Linked DNA regions of Mus musculus: all the other regions are linked to region 1. The links are chromatin contacts, called in public HiChIP or PLAC-seq maps. All regions are on one chromosome and are shown on one strand. The core of a region is the stretch at or near the end of the contact, and the rest is flanking DNA. Distances in the headings are between cores, read along the strand shown.

The links. HiChIP or PLAC-seq counts read pairs in DNA pulled down with a chosen protein or histone mark.
Region 2: a BATF HiChIP or PLAC-seq map of CD8 T cells shows a contact between it and region 1, with 6 read pairs. The contact joins two enhancer-like sites. A contact is called at or near these places in 1 of 484 Hi-C or Micro-C datasets (B cells) and 2 of 115 datasets of contacts at active chromatin or transcription factors (CD8 T cells and pancreatic cancer cells).
Region 3: a BATF HiChIP or PLAC-seq map of CD8 T cells shows a contact between it and region 1, with 17 read pairs. The contact joins two enhancer-like sites. A contact is called at or near these places in 1 of 484 Hi-C or Micro-C datasets (embryonic stem cells) and 1 of 115 datasets of contacts at active chromatin or transcription factors (CD8 T cells).
Region 4: a contact with region 1 is called in a BATF HiChIP or PLAC-seq map of CD8 T cells, with 9 read pairs. The contact joins two enhancer-like sites. A contact is called at or near these places in 1 of 39 promoter capture datasets (3T3-L1-derived adipocytes), 9 of 484 Hi-C or Micro-C datasets (B cells, CD4 T cells, CD8 T cells and 6 more) and 2 of 115 datasets of contacts at active chromatin or transcription factors (CD8 T cells and large pre-B cells).
Region 5: a contact with region 1 is called in a BATF HiChIP or PLAC-seq map of CD8 T cells, with 5 read pairs. The contact joins two enhancer-like sites. A contact is called at or near these places in 1 of 39 promoter capture datasets (3T3-L1-derived adipocytes), 5 of 484 Hi-C or Micro-C datasets (CD8 T cells, Th1 cells, brown adipocytes and 2 more) and 1 of 115 datasets of contacts at active chromatin or transcription factors (CD8 T cells).

What each region holds. Positions count from the first base shown.
Region 1 is chr15:62,260,327-62,263,215 of GRCm38.p6, forward strand. No RefSeq gene overlaps it. Among named protein-coding and RNA genes, the nearest start is that of Pvt1, 220 kb to the left of the region's middle. Within about 2 kb of position 1,370, at least 79 of the 459 cell types and tissues checked have an H3K27ac peak or open chromatin away from gene starts, as enhancers often do. A contact at or near this core is called in CD8 T cells, the CH12 cell line and Th1 cells, where this site is marked.
Region 2 is chr15:61,539,541-61,542,429 of GRCm38.p6, forward strand. No RefSeq gene overlaps it. Among named protein-coding and RNA genes, the nearest start is that of Gm24696, 180 kb to the left of the region's middle. Within about 2 kb of position 1,496, at least 70 of the 459 cell types and tissues checked have an H3K27ac peak or open chromatin away from gene starts, as enhancers often do. A contact at or near this core is called in CD8 T cells, where this site is marked.
Region 3 is chr15:62,822,667-62,825,555 of GRCm38.p6, forward strand. No RefSeq gene overlaps it. Among named protein-coding and RNA genes, the nearest start is that of Gm22521, 31 kb to the left of the region's middle. Within about 2 kb of position 1,380, at least 41 of the 459 cell types and tissues checked have an H3K27ac peak or open chromatin away from gene starts, as enhancers often do. A contact at or near this core is called in CD8 T cells, where this site is marked.
Region 4 is chr15:62,801,447-62,804,335 of GRCm38.p6, forward strand. No RefSeq gene overlaps it. Among named protein-coding and RNA genes, the nearest start is that of Gm22521, 9.7 kb to the left of the region's middle. Within about 2 kb of position 1,520, at least 12 of the 459 cell types and tissues checked have an H3K27ac peak or open chromatin away from gene starts, as enhancers often do. A contact at or near this core is called in CD8 T cells and the CH12 cell line, where this site is marked.
Region 5 is chr15:62,779,530-62,782,418 of GRCm38.p6, forward strand. No RefSeq gene overlaps it. Among named protein-coding and RNA genes, the nearest start is that of Gm22521, 12 kb to the right of the region's middle. Within about 2 kb of position 1,447, at least 12 of the 459 cell types and tissues checked have an H3K27ac peak or open chromatin away from gene starts, as enhancers often do. A contact at or near this core is called in CD8 T cells and Th1 cells, where this site is marked.

The sequences.
Region 1 (2,889 bases), core at 120-2,619:
TGGTCACCTTGAGGTCCATATTTTGCTTGCTTTCTCTATGATAGTTAGAGTTTCATCGTCACTTTATTTTGTCCTTTTAACTCTGTCCTGGCCCTGTTCTCCCTTGTAAGGTGTTACTTTCATTTCTGTCTAAAGAGAAACTGAACCCACCTGTTAACTGCTGGCCTTTTCTTTAGGGACTGACCTTATGCCCTATAAGAGGGCCAGGGAACTAAAATGGACATAACACAGTAGAGTCTACTTCATAGATTCAAAGGCTGGGATGCTAGGAAGTCCAGGACAGAGTCCAGGAGAGAATAGAGAATATACAGAGTGCTCTTCTTTTCCAGCATCCCAAATGGCACCTTGGTCTTCTTGGAGTCAACTCCCCCATCATTAAAATGGCCACAACAATGTCCACTAATCTGGTTCTCATGGTGGCTGAAGCATGAGATGTCTATTGCTCAGAGCACAACAGAGTTGTTAGATAACATTTAGAATCTTTACTATAGTTTAGATGTGAGACGTTTAAAAAGATCTCTGCTATGTGCTCTTAATCTCTATAATGGTCAACAGCCACCACTGAGAGCTAATTAGGTAGGACCTTGTTTCTGGCCTAGTGAGGGACATCTTCCTAGGCTAAGAAGCATCTGTGAAGTACCTTGAGATCTGGTCCTGGAGGCTGCTTGTCCTGTTGCTAGCCAAGCAATCCTATGGGTCAGAGTCACAGCATAATATAGCTATTAGACAATTTTCTTTTTCTTTTTTCCCCCATCCAGAGAATAATAAGCTCTCAAGTTCCTCCACCTCTAGCACAAGACTACACAGGGATATCTATAGCCTACAGAACTCACTGAGAACCCCATATCTGAGACTCAGGGAAGGAGCCAAGCTCAAGGCTTAGCTTGGTTGGCCAGTCAAGATTTTCAGGTGATCAGTGAGCTTTCTCTGTCTCATTTGTGGTCCATTGTAAATGATCTAGAACTGTTTCTGAGTGTGTAGAGGGTGGCTTACTCTGAGAACACTTTTGCCGGTAGGCTAATAGCTTCCAATGAGAGGTCCTTGAGAGTAGGATCCCTTGTGCTTCTGCCCTGGCCATGGAACTTCAGAGGTCCTGGACCTGTGAGCAAGAACACTGTTGTTTTGTTTTGTTTTTACTCCTAGCACAGGCATGAACTCCTGCACTTGATTCTAGTCCCGCAGAACTTGTATTGCTGGTGTTTGTGAGTGGCTGCTTTCTAGAAAGCAATATCTTTACCCTTGCCCTCTTAGAGGTATACGGGGAGAGAGAATCAGAACTCCAGTTTACATGCAGCTAGAGTTCTGAGGTAAAGTGACTCACTTAGGGCCACCCAGAAAAGAGCAGTTTGGCTGTCCTCCCAGGCCCTCTCCCTCTGATCATCCAAATATGGTAACACATGGTGACACAGAGCCACATGCTCCTCCTGGGTCTTCTGAGGCAGAGAGCTTCCAGGGACACTTTGGAATGAAGGAAATAGAATCCAAGAGACCTCTTTCAGAGACCGCCAAGCAAATCTTCTCAAGAATCCTGGCAGAATGTTGTCATTCTCTCTCTGAAAGGGGTGGCTCTTGGGATACTGTCCAGGTCACTGTGAACACATAGCAGAAGAAATGTCCTCCCAGCCTGCAGGGACCACCTTTTTCCAGGCCTTCCTCTGCTGGAAGCCTTCTTTACTCAACGCTTTCCCCTTTGATAGTCACCTCGACTGACCTTGAAGCCTCCTTCAGTTTTCTCTATACACAGAAACAGAATGTCAGTCTTTTTTTTTTTCTTTTTTCAAGAGTGACATAGAGCATCAATGGGAGGGGAGGTCCTTAGTCCTGTAAAGGTTCGATGCCCCAGCGTAGGGGAATGCTAAGGTAGTGAGGCAGGAGTGGGTGGGTGGGTGGGGGGATCACCCTCATAGAAGCAGGGGAGATGGGGGAATGAGATAGGAGGTTTGCAGAGGGGAAGCTGGGGAGGGGATAAAAATTGAAATGTAAATACATAAAATAACCAATAAAAAAAGAGTGACATATAATCACTAAAGAATATTCAAATAAGCAAAATTAGCCTCCTTTCTTTTCTACTTTTTTCTCCTTGCTTCCCTTCTTCCTTCTTTCCTCATTTCCCCCTCACCTCCCTACCCTTTCCTCCCTCCTTTTAAACTTTTGTCTTTATTTTCTTCTTCCTCTCCCTTCTCCTTTCCTTCCCTCTCTTTCTTCTTCCTTCCTTTTTCCTTTCCTCTTTCTTTAAAAAGTCTTGTTAAATATTTTACATATTTATGCAAATGTGCATTTATTTAAATAGCACCTGGACACCTGCTCTTGGTTCACCACCAGCTTGGTTCTGGTGATCGACACGATGACACAAGATGGATGAGGCTCTGCTCGGCTGAGCATGTGGCCAGTGGCGGACACAGATCCGAGTCAAATTTCAGATGAAACATAAGGAGATAACTAACTTGGGTTTAAGAAGAACAAAGATAAGCAATGAAGGGAAAGAGAATTAAAGCAGAACACATCCACTTGGCATGGGCTTCAACTGAGTCTCTTTCTGGGGACAGGATAGTCAAGCCAAGGTTTGAAGGAGCTGGCAATGCAGGGAAAGGGGAGGTGGGCCCACAGGTTTGAGAGACACCAGGCTTTTATTTTAAAATCACTGTGGCTTCTGAGTGGAGAATGGTCTAAAGAAGGGACTGGAGCAGGGTCAGTGTGTGTGCCTTGGGACTGGGAACACTCAAACAAAGGTTTGCTTAGAAGAGTGGAAGCCCAGAAATCCAAGGGCTTTGGTGCAATGTGGCAGAGAAAAATGAGATAATCTACAGAGAAGAGCATTGTGTTCTAGAAAGAGTTCCAAGGCATGGCCTGTCTTTACAGTACTCTTCCTAGCCAGCAACATCAGGAACT
Region 2 (2,889 bases), core at 246-2,745, 720 kb before region 1:
CCTGCCCTCCAAGTGAAGCAGGGTACAGCCACAGAAAACTCACCTGGGAGAAGTGATTTTTGACACACCACAAGTGATAGCCGCTAACTGGCCAAATTGATGTGACAAAGGGTCTTATTAAAAATTCCTCATCTCAGGCTACAGAAATGGCATGTACCCTTTAAGAAGATCCTTAGGTAACTCGGTGAGTTTGTTAAAATGTAAGAAGCATTAACTAAACTAGTGTGTTCTGGTTATACAAATCTGGTCCCCCACTGAACTGGATCCAGAATCTAAGCACAATGCTATGCAAATACTTGAATCCCTAAAGCTTTCAAATCTCTCAACAAAAGATCTTTGGAATGAGTAAGACAAAATTAGGGTCTTAGACATGCCAATAAATTAGTAGTAGACTCAAAATAAGTCCTTGTCAAAGACCCAACACCGTCCATTTGGACAACATCCTGAGATAAACTCTACTGTCCCAAGATACCAGAGCTGTTAGGTGCTGTGGAGTATTCTATGGTAAAAGAACAAGCACTGGCTGGATGGTGGTGGCCCACGCCTTTAATCCCAGCACTCGGGAGGCAGAGGCAGGCAGATTTCTGAGTTCAAGGCCAGCCTGGGCTACAAAGTGAGTTCCAGGACAGCCAGGGCTATACAGAGAAACCCTGTCTCAAAAAAAACAAAAAAACAAAAAAACAAAACAAAACAAAACGAAAAACAAGCACTACTTTCAGACTCCTGATCCTTCAGGGAAGGCAGACAATTACACAACACCAAGACTGAGTAGATACAGGAGGCAGGAAGAGAGCAGATGATCACCAGAAGAGACCCCTGGTCCTCTGGCTTCCTAACCTATTCACCACCAATTTCTAAACTTGACTATACAAAAATTATAATAATCAACTAAGAAATATTAAAACCTAACCAAACAGCTCTGCAGATGAGACCAGGATATTGTGTGTGTGTGTGTGTGTGTGTGTGTGTGTGTGTGTGTGTGTGTGTGTGTGTTTCCACTCTGCTTTATGCGATCCTAATACAAAGCAAGTGTTAGGGTGAAAACCTGCCATTCTACTGTTCTCAGACCTGATTCTAGCAGGGGTGGGGCACGTTTTATACAAGGCATTCTCCATCCACAACCATTATGTAACTTAGTTCACGTGTCAGCCCTGTAAAATAGAAAATAACAAGAGCGAGGTATTTAGTCCATTTAATAAGTAGACAAAACCTGAACCCTAGGGAGGTAAAGTCGCAAGCCCATACTGAAAGCTCTTGGCCACGTGTCTTGTGACTTGCCCTATGTTGGTTGGAGTGGGCATGCACGTATCTGGAGCAGGATGAAAGGCAAGGACAAGCTTTGCTCTGTGCTTTCTGCTCCTCTCTGGCCTAACGGGTGGGAAGGACTTCACTAACAGGTGTTGGCCTGTTGGAATATCCCTGTTTAGGGATATGACAGTCATGAGCCCTCTGAGGTTCGGCACCTGAGAAAGAGGAAGTAGGAGCAGAGCGTGAATCAGAAGTCATGTGACCAGATACCCTTGAGCAAACTCTGTGAGAAAAGGAAGGCTGCAAATAGCTCAAGCCTTTAAGAATTTTCCTCAAAATCAATCAGGAGTCACATTCTGATCAGAAGGGCAGATAGCAGGTCGTGAGGACTGCGACATTCTGGGGTTTCATTTCTTCTCCATGCAGCCACCACAAGCTGTGTTGGACTGGTGTGAATGGGGCCCCCCTTTTACCTGAGTTTGCTTAAAAAGCAAACACGGAAACATTTGCTAAGCTCCCTTCTCTCCTGTCTCTCAAAGCAGCCCAGGAAGTAAGGTTGGCTAAAAGAGGCCTCCAGCAAACATAAACATAGACAGGAAGGCGTTCAGAGTGGGGGATGGGGAAAAAGGCCTTTCTTCCTTTCTTGAAAGAAAGAAAGAAAGAAAGAAAGAAAGAGAGAGAGAGAAAGAGAGAGAGAGAGAGAGAGAGAGAAAGAAAGAAAGAAAGGAAGGAAGGAAGGAAGGAAGGAAGGAAGAAAGAAAGAAAGAAAGAAAGAAAGAAAGAAAGAAAGAAAGAAAGAAAGAAAGAAAGAAAGAAAGAAAGGGAGGAAGGGAGGAAGGAAGGGAGGAAGGAAGGAAGGAAGAAAATCTCATCACTGTTTTTCTCCCATGCTGTACCTCAGAAATAAACTTATCTACTTGGGAATATGTCCTATGTATATTTCATTCCACTCTTGGCAGAAATAATTTTCGGTTCTCAGAATCGAGCAAGGCAGCGAATGGTGAGGGGAGGGCTGGTTGCCTCCTGCTGTGAGGAATGACACACAGAGTGGGGTACACAGGAGGGCTGACATTACACAATCCGCACATCAGCATTTCTGCTGCAGGCAGAAAGCTACTCCTGAGGGACACATGTTCTAAACTAGCAGAAAATAAATGCTGCTTTGAAATTAACCATCTCAGCCTATGACTTTTCCTGGTGAAACAGCCTCTCTGGGGTTATTTTTCAGGGTGATGTGTATGGGCACATACAGGCTACTGCATAAAGGGATTGATTTCAAAAGGTGCTGGGTCCTCATTTTCATAAATAAATAAACTCTCACTGGCCATCGGAATACGATTATATTTGGAACAAAACTCCTAAATATAGAGCCATTATCTGAAGTCACACGACCGACACCAGTCTTAAAACTTCATGTTGTCAGTTGGAAAAAGGCAAGTTTCTGGATCGAAATAGGGTTGGGAATGTGTGGCTTCTCAGCAAATATCATGGCCTCCTTTTGCTGTTTCAGGCAAGTGGGGCCAAATGACTTTCTCTGTATTAGGCAAACAAGTCTCAGTTACACACACACACACACACACACACACACACACACACACACACTCACTCACACTCATACAAAATCTTTCTCCCAGCAACTGC
Region 3 (2,889 bases), core at 130-2,629, 560 kb after region 1:
ATGAATTTCAGACTCACATTGCAAAATTAAGTCTCTTCTATTAAGATCGAGATCCCTACCTAGATATCCAATCACTGGTATAGCATAGATGTCTGAGTGTTTCATAGATAACTCCAAGCCAATGTACCCAAACACCCCTCCCAGTTATCAGCTATATATTTCTCTGGTCATTATCTCACTAGATAGCATTTCCAACTATCCATCAATCATATTGGGCATCTCCTTCATCCTCAAGGGTATATCCAATTATTAGTAAAATATCAGCATAACATTCCCTCTAAATCTGGTTACATAGTTAGAACTTTGTGGTCATAATTTTGTTTCAAAATACCATGGAATCTCCAAAGTATTCTAACTAGTTTTCACCCATCTGCTCTCCTTCTCCTCCCTCCTGTTCTCTTAGCGAATCTGATCTTTTAGCTACATTTCTGACTGTGACTCTCTTATACACTGTGTCCTTTTATTTTCAGAATATAAACCAGCTATGCTATGGATTTGGGTTAGTTTTATAATTCTATTTCTTTCTAATATGCCAGCTGTGTCTCATGCCCTTTTCTTCTTCCTGTGTCCTCTCATTAATCTGAGTCTTTTTTCTCCTTTATACTGCTGGGTAATGAGTTTTATCAGCATCTCCCCTTCACACTACCTCTTGCTTGCTTATCCATCACATCTTGTCCTAATTTATGTCTCTTCAGTAGGACTTCTAACAAGCCAAATGGGATATTTCACTTGTACACTCTTCAATGTATGTTGAGAGTATTATAAGCATCTAGCACATGTGTAATATCTTATTGTTATTTTCTAGTCCCATTAACACAATATAAAGATTTTTATTGAATAAATAATTTCTACACAAACTGCTGTCTAAATTCTTTAAATTTATAATAGTAAAAAACATTTTCCCTAGATAATTTACAACTCTATATGTCTGATTGCAAGATAATTCATATCAAATAGCTTTATCAGTAGTAATTAAAATTATCACACACATATTCAGAGAATGTCAGACAAATGAATGCATAGATGAAGACGGTTATAGAGAAACAAAATCATGACACTCTGGAATCCTCCACCATGGAACTGTCGTTAAAAAATAAAAAGTGGACATCTTTAGCATCAAGACTAGAATAACAGAGGAGATACATTTTAAAAGTTAATGTCAATGTGTCCCTACTTGAAGAGGGCATATTGGCTGGTAATGTGCCTCTAAATGGGGCATAGTGGACATCTTAAGCCCTCTTGCTTTGGTCAACAGGTTCACAGATAGGTTTCTGAGATCAGGTCACAGAATAACAATGGGCATTCGAGAGTGTCACAGACCAAATACAACTCCACTTCCTCTTTGATTACCTCATCTACCATAATTTCCTTTCCAGGGACAGTGGTGAAGACCAATGCATGAACACTAGGGTAGACAAACCCTAACATCTGGTGCTCTCTCTCACACCCCTGCAGAGGAAAGGCCAAGTGCATTTCTAGGAAATAGCATTTTCTGAATTGTATTTCTGTCATGTATTACAGCCACATGTAACTCAAAGAAGCATGTGGTAAACAACTACCCACCTTCCTACTACCTTCTCACCAGTGCTAAGTATTTTCCTTTCTTTGAATCAATTATCTCTTACACTTCCTCCTTATTTCCTTCTCTCTTTAAAATTCTCTGTCTTTATACATGGCTGCTTACAGAAACATCCTTACCACACTCCACTTTCACTCTGAGCCAGTGAGGCTGTATTTTAGTTTCATGAAAAAAAAAATAGAGTCAAAAGAGGATATGATCACCACACAATGTTTTTGAATAAGATGAGTTTTTCTATTCTCTCCTAACTTCTAAATACTTTCAACCTGTAAGAAGGTGGCATCCACAGGCAAAGGAATTTTAAATATATACATGTATATGTATATGAATGCATGTGTATATATGTATATGTACATATACACATACATATATATAATCAGTAAAACCAGAGGAATTTCAGGGAGAAAAGTGGAGCCAAAGTTGCTGCACAGTCCTCAGAACATCTAACATTGCTGACACCTACACCTTAGACACTGAACACATCTAACTGTGAGACAAAGCCTGTCTATTTTTAAACCATTTGTTGACTAGCAGCCCTAGGAGGCTAATTCAGGCCAAATGTATTGTATGGCAAAAGAATTGCTTATGAGTTAGATGTGGTGAAGTTATTTCCTTGGCTTCAAAGCGGTTCAGTTTCATAAAGAAAACACAGTATACTTCCCCAGTGACTTAGCACATAGTTATCACAGGATGGATGCGTGTGGATTTTTATGGCTTCTCAGGATAATAATTTCCATAACATGTTGTCTCAATCTCTTTTCATGCACTGTCCTGTAATATGTGTTGTTTATTAGTCAAGTTCATCTCTGTACAATACATTTGGAGCAGGAAAAGGTCTGAGTCATGAAGGTAGGAAACAGGGCAGAATGAAAGAACAGAAACGGAGACAAGTGTTTTATGTGGGTTATAAAGGATGATTCTTATGTTCTTCCCAGAAAGCTACCACATGCGCATGTACAAAACGATGGCCTATTCTTCCACTGCCTAGCTCTCTAGGTGATGGAAATTGTTACCAATTGTGATCTAATTTTATTTTTTTGGAAACGTTTGAAACCTCATTTGCACGTAGTCTCACTAGAGTTCGGCAAAGTACCACATTCAAGTGCTTTGGATAATTCAGAGCTGAACAACAAATGACTACAGAGACTTCCTTTCTTGAGATTTCTCCAGCGCTAGAAGACCTTCAGTGCCTTCAGAAGCAGTTCACACTAAAAGGAAAGGGCCCTTTCCCTGACATTCATTCACTTGCAGGGAACATCAAAAAGGTGCTGTTTCCTCTGCAGAGAAAGTTTAACCTTCCAAGTGAGAGA
Region 4 (2,889 bases), core at 270-2,769, 540 kb after region 1:
TCCTTCCTCCCGATGAGAAACACAAGCCTTGGTCATTGCCATGTGACAGGCTTCTACACATGCTGATTATTAATGAACTATCTGCTTTCACTGAGTAAGTTAGTATAAGTAGCATTGGATTCAGGAGTTCAGTGCCTATAGATGTGAACTCACATTAGAACTAGGGGACCCAGAACAGACTGACCATTTCCCTCTAGTGTGGAGACTTTTAGGACTCTGTGTAATCTTCTCAATTTATTTCAAAGTTGGTGTTTTAAAGATATTTCCAGGATTATCCCATCACGGTTATTTGGATTGCTTTTGGCTGTTTTACAAATCCACAAAGGTGCTTGTGGTAGGAACTTTTCTCAAAGCTCTCACAATGAGAAATCGCTGGTACAGCCTCCATCCTCTACCCCATTGTGAGTATGGGAAGTTATTCAAAGGCTTTTAGGTTGGCTGTATGCCAAGAGAGGATGACTGTTACCTGTAATCAGATTCTTCAAGCTCATTTCAATCCCCCCTAAGGACCCTACAAATTGTCTTTCCAGGCAAATTTAGGAATGATTGTCTGGAGCCATTCTAAAAATCTTGCTAATTTACTGATCCACTCCTGTCCTGTTTAGTTTATTGTTTATTATTTTTATTAATAGCACTTAAATTCACCTTGAAACGCTGAAACTGAAGAATTTCCTTGCATCAGGTGAGTGAGTCTGTTGTTTTATCTGTGACAGATTGTCTTGGTTAATAATCAGAATGAGAAAATCCAGTACAGTGAATGGCACTATCCTTAGGCAGATGAGGAAGCCAGAGACTTAACCAGTAAGTAGTACTCCTCTATGGCTTCAGTTTCTACCCTGACTTTACTCAATTATGGACTATACCCTGGAAGTATAAATCAAACAAATATTTTCACCCACCCACTAAGTTTGTTTTTCTTAGACTGTCTTGTTACAGAAGGAGAAAAAACAAGCTTGCACAAGCTCCTAAACTTTTCTCAGAAACGTAAAGGTATCATTGGACGTAAAGACAATTTCCAATGAGCTTTTCAACCCTTTGATTATCATGAATCATTGACAAATTGAACAAAAAGAGCCAAGTGTGCTTTATATGTAAACAAAATATTGGAAGAGTGGATTATTACAGCTCTCTTAAAATAGAGTTTCCTGGAAGAGTTCTGTGGAACATATGTATATTTATCTCAACTCTCATTTGAAATCTGAACTCCCACATGATGTCAGTTTGCTTAGGTCATTTAAACTCTCAAGGCCTGTGCATGAGCATTTTTAGAGTGAGGGGCAGTTGAGGAGACCTCTGGTAAGTTCTGTGTTAGCTACAACATTCAGTGATTCTAGTCTTTTGGTATTAAAGACCATTTCTTTGGATTTTGTTTTTCTTTTACTGAAAGTTCCACCTTACCCTGCAAAGCTCCTCAGCCAGAATAGACTAGATTTAAATTTGTAGGCTTATAATATTTCAGAGTTCAAAGGCACTGTCAGGTCACAGAGCTCAACTCTATGGTGATACATAATACCTTCTCCAACACCTCCACCAAGTGGCCAAGCAGTCTGTATTCCACAGGTAGGAGCATGCCTGTTGGTACTCACCACATCCATTCTATGCCAAACAGCATTTGCTCTAAACCTCCCTATGACTTTGAGGTTCTTTCTCCAGTTTTTCCCAAAGCAGGTGTCTCTCTTGTTTCACAAGGACACCTAAATTCTACCTTTATGCTCAATTTACTGTTTTTTTTTTTTCTTTTTAAACAAAGCATTTCTTCAGTCATTTGAAAATGATCAATCCAAACCCTTAGCTCTAGAAAAGGTAACTCGGCTCTTTGGATCTTTGGAGCATCCTTGTTCTGAGAGTGTCCCTAGTTCTGATCACTGTCTTCGTAATTTGGCACAGATTACCAACTTCCATTTGACTGCCTCTCAGTAATCAGTTAAGTATCCAAGTAATTTGGGATGGCAAAATTTCAAAGCTGGCTTTCATCAAAAACAAAAGAATCTGATAGGAAACTGGTACAGAAGCTGACGAAAATATAGAACCGAAGCGATGCTAGGAACAGAACAGTCATTTCTGTTGGGTATCTTGAGCCCCAACTTCAGTGCATTGCCTTCAGTAATATACTAACTCTCCCCGCCTGTGATGTTTAAGTTACCTTTAGAAGATTGACATCTAAGGAATTTAAGGTTTTTTTTTTTCATGTTGAAAAGTAGTTAATCAATACCTCAAATGGAAGAAATATTTCAGACATACTGTATAAGAAATAAAGTTATGGAAGGACTGAAGGAGCTGAAGGGGACTGCAACCCTATAGGGGGAAAAAAACAGTATCAACTAACTGGTCTCTCCAGGGACCAAGCCAAGCAAAGAGTATACATGGGTAAGTCCATGGCTCCCACTACATATGTAGGAGAGGATTGCCTTATCTGGCATCAACAGGAGCAGAGATGCTTGGTCTTCTGGAGGCCTGTTGTACCATCGAAGGAGGGTGCTAAAGAGGTGAGGCAGGATTGGGTAGGTGGGTGGGAGAGTACCCTATTAGAGGCAAAGGAAAGTGAAGATGGAATGAGATGTTTACAGAGAGGAAACTGGGAATGAGCACGTTTGAAAAATAATAATAAGTAAGTAAACTAAAAAAACACTCTCTTTCTACAAATAAATGGAAAGCATTAAAAAATCTGGCTCCCTAATTACTTTTCAAGAGAAACTACTTTTGAAATTTCTTTAGAGAGCAGATTTCCAGACTGAGACTACTAGACAGAAATACCACCGAATGGCAGAGTGTTTTCATGTCCCTCTGTAGGAGTATAGATGAGTCTTCTGTGCTTTACTCTTTTTCCTATGGTAGTTCATCCAGCTGACAAGGGTCCTTAGAAAGTGTTTGTTTTAGGCTGATGTACAA
Region 5 (2,889 bases), core at 197-2,696, 520 kb after region 1:
CACACTGGGCATCATGTAGTTCCCACCAGCTTAAACTTAGGGTTTAGTCACGAATGACAGTGAGCTTCTGCTCTGCCTGCCTACACCTCCTGAGCACATGGATTACAGTCAAGCACCACCACGCCAACTTATGCAATATTGGGAACAGGACGTAGGGCTTCATGCACCTAGACAAATATGCTTATCAATTGAGTGGCTTCCAACCCTGGCCTTAATTTTCATTATATTAAGTATGGCACTTAATCTTAACATCTCCATATATGTATGCTCTATTTTAGTCTTAACTACTTTCCCCTCCCATTACACTTCATTACTCCCTTACCTTATTTCTACTTCCACATCTCTGACAGCACCTCCTCCTTTATATTACCATGGCCCTTTTCCTCTCCCAGAGGCTACACATGGGAAGAACCACGTGATACGTCTATTTTATGGACTTCCTATCTCACTTAACATAATGATCTCCATTCCTAAAAATGATAGGGCTTCGTTATCCTCAGCAGCTGAGCAAAGCTTTATTGGGCATATGCACCATGTTTTCTGTATCAGTTCATCTGCAAGTGGGTAACTGGGCAGATTCTACAGATCTGATGTAGATAGTGCATAAAGACACATGGGCATGAAGATATCCTTATAGGAAGTTCATATTACTTTTTGAGTATATTCTTTTGAGAACTATGGATATTTTCTTTTTTATTGTTTTAAGAACCTCCATATTAATTTTCATTGTCAGCTATACATTTTAAGATGATGAAAATGGCTATAGTTGGATAAAGGTGATAATTCAAACTTGTGAATATAGTAAAAATAACTATAAATTAATTAACTGTAAAAGTAAATGATTTCTATTGCAAGGGTGAACTTTACAGTGTGTGAGGCTGTGGATACAGCTCAAGATATGGCTATGGCTGTGGATATGGCTCTGGCTATGGCTGTGGATATGGCTCTGGCTCTGGCTGTGGATATGGCTCTGGCTCTGGCTGTGGATACGGCTTTATTACTACTGAAATTTGATGAATAAATCAGTTTTGTTTTGTTTTAGATCAGACTTTCTCAGAAATATTATAGGCAGTCACAAACATTTTGGATTTAATCTTCTGTTTTCTCACAAGCTGCAGACCACAATTATTGCTCCTTATCCAGTGGCTGGCTTTTCTAGAAGGAAGAACTAGATAATTATTGGCAAATTTGCCAGATGGGTGAATTCACAAATTATGGAAGATATTCTTTTGGGTTTTGAGCCTTAAGAAATGAATGATAAGTATATTTATCTCTGTGGGCTACATTTCCATTTCAGCCAGCAGTGTAGCTTAAATTCAAGTGATTTGGCTATGATACAAATAGCATACATTATATGCAAATTTCCCAAGCATATGAACACAATCACATTCACAGTTGGAAGAAAGTGAAACAAAAATCTATATTTAACCACACAGTCACTTATGCTAAAAATACCATCTTTCAAGACACATCTCATTTTTCCAGTGGTTGGAAAATAAACTTCATAGTATGCTCTCCGTGGCACTGATGATCAATTGTAAAATTATGGCATAAAATTTTAATCTGCTATTTTCCCCCTCTGAGCAATTGATTTTTTTTTTCAAAGCAGTGAAACTGTGGCTTTCTCCCATTTCCAGGCCTTTGAGCTAGTGATTATTCTAAACACCTGTTTTGCTCTCAAAATAAAAGGATTCCAAAATATGTATGGTGATGCATGACTACTTGCTATTTAGTACTTGTGTATGTTGGGGACATATCCACTCAGATGAAACCTGGGAAATGCATTTGTTTTTCTTGTTCAGCCTCCATTACTACTGCTCTCCCCTTGAGATACTTCAAAGCTCATCTGCTAATAAAACTCAGTTTTGACAAGGGGGGGGGGAGTAAAGTACTGAGCTTTTAAATCTTAATATTCCCAACACCCGTTTTCCTTTATCCTCCTCTGGCGATAGAAGCCATCAAAACAAGTTTATGGTTTATAAAGACACCTCCATGCTGCCTTTAAAAAAATGATGCTGTATCTGTGATTTAGGATGTTCTTCGACTGAAGAGGGGACCCCAGAATACTCTTTATATAAATGCTGGATGGCAGTACCTTTAGAAGCCTTTGACAGTATGGCAGGTGGTAGGGTGGGGATGGAAGACTTAAAGTATATTAGCATATTAAAGTCCTAAGGTATATAAGAACACCACTTTTTCATGTTTAGAAAAGTGACTAATAGGTTAAAAAAATCGAAAGTATGATCTTGGCACCAGAACCTAATGGAGATACTAAAGTTTATGTTTCTCACTGTATCTGTCCATTAATATACAAAATATATCTTCAGGATCTATATGACTCTCAATTTCATTTGACATTTTTTTTTTTTGAAGTTGGAAATGTTTTCTCTTCAGGTATTTTTTTTTTTCTGGATAATTTAGTCTACTCTCCTAGCCTTAGAAATGTATGTACCACAATATTTTAGACATGATTCGGGCTAATTACTTCTTGTTATTGGTGAAATACAATTCTTGTTCTCAGTAATTTCACACAAAAAAGTGTTCTTGTCATTGTCACGATCATTGTCATCATCATTGTCATTGTCATCACCATCATCATCTGCCATGGGTTGGGCACTTTCTTTCAAAGAATAGTGTAGGTATTCCAGCTCCTTATGTATTTTGGTTCAAGTACATAGCTATAAAATGACTCTCCCATGCTGCTTCTTAGTGAAAATGAATCTGGAAATACCGCTCTCTTGTCCCTGATAAAGGGTAAATGGAAACTAAAAATGGAGCAAACTCTTGCATTGATCCTTTTCAGTCTCCAACAGTCAACTTCATTCCTCCTGTTTAACATAAAATATGGGAGTGTGTGGGTGGGAGGGGAAGCACCCTCTTACAGGCAAA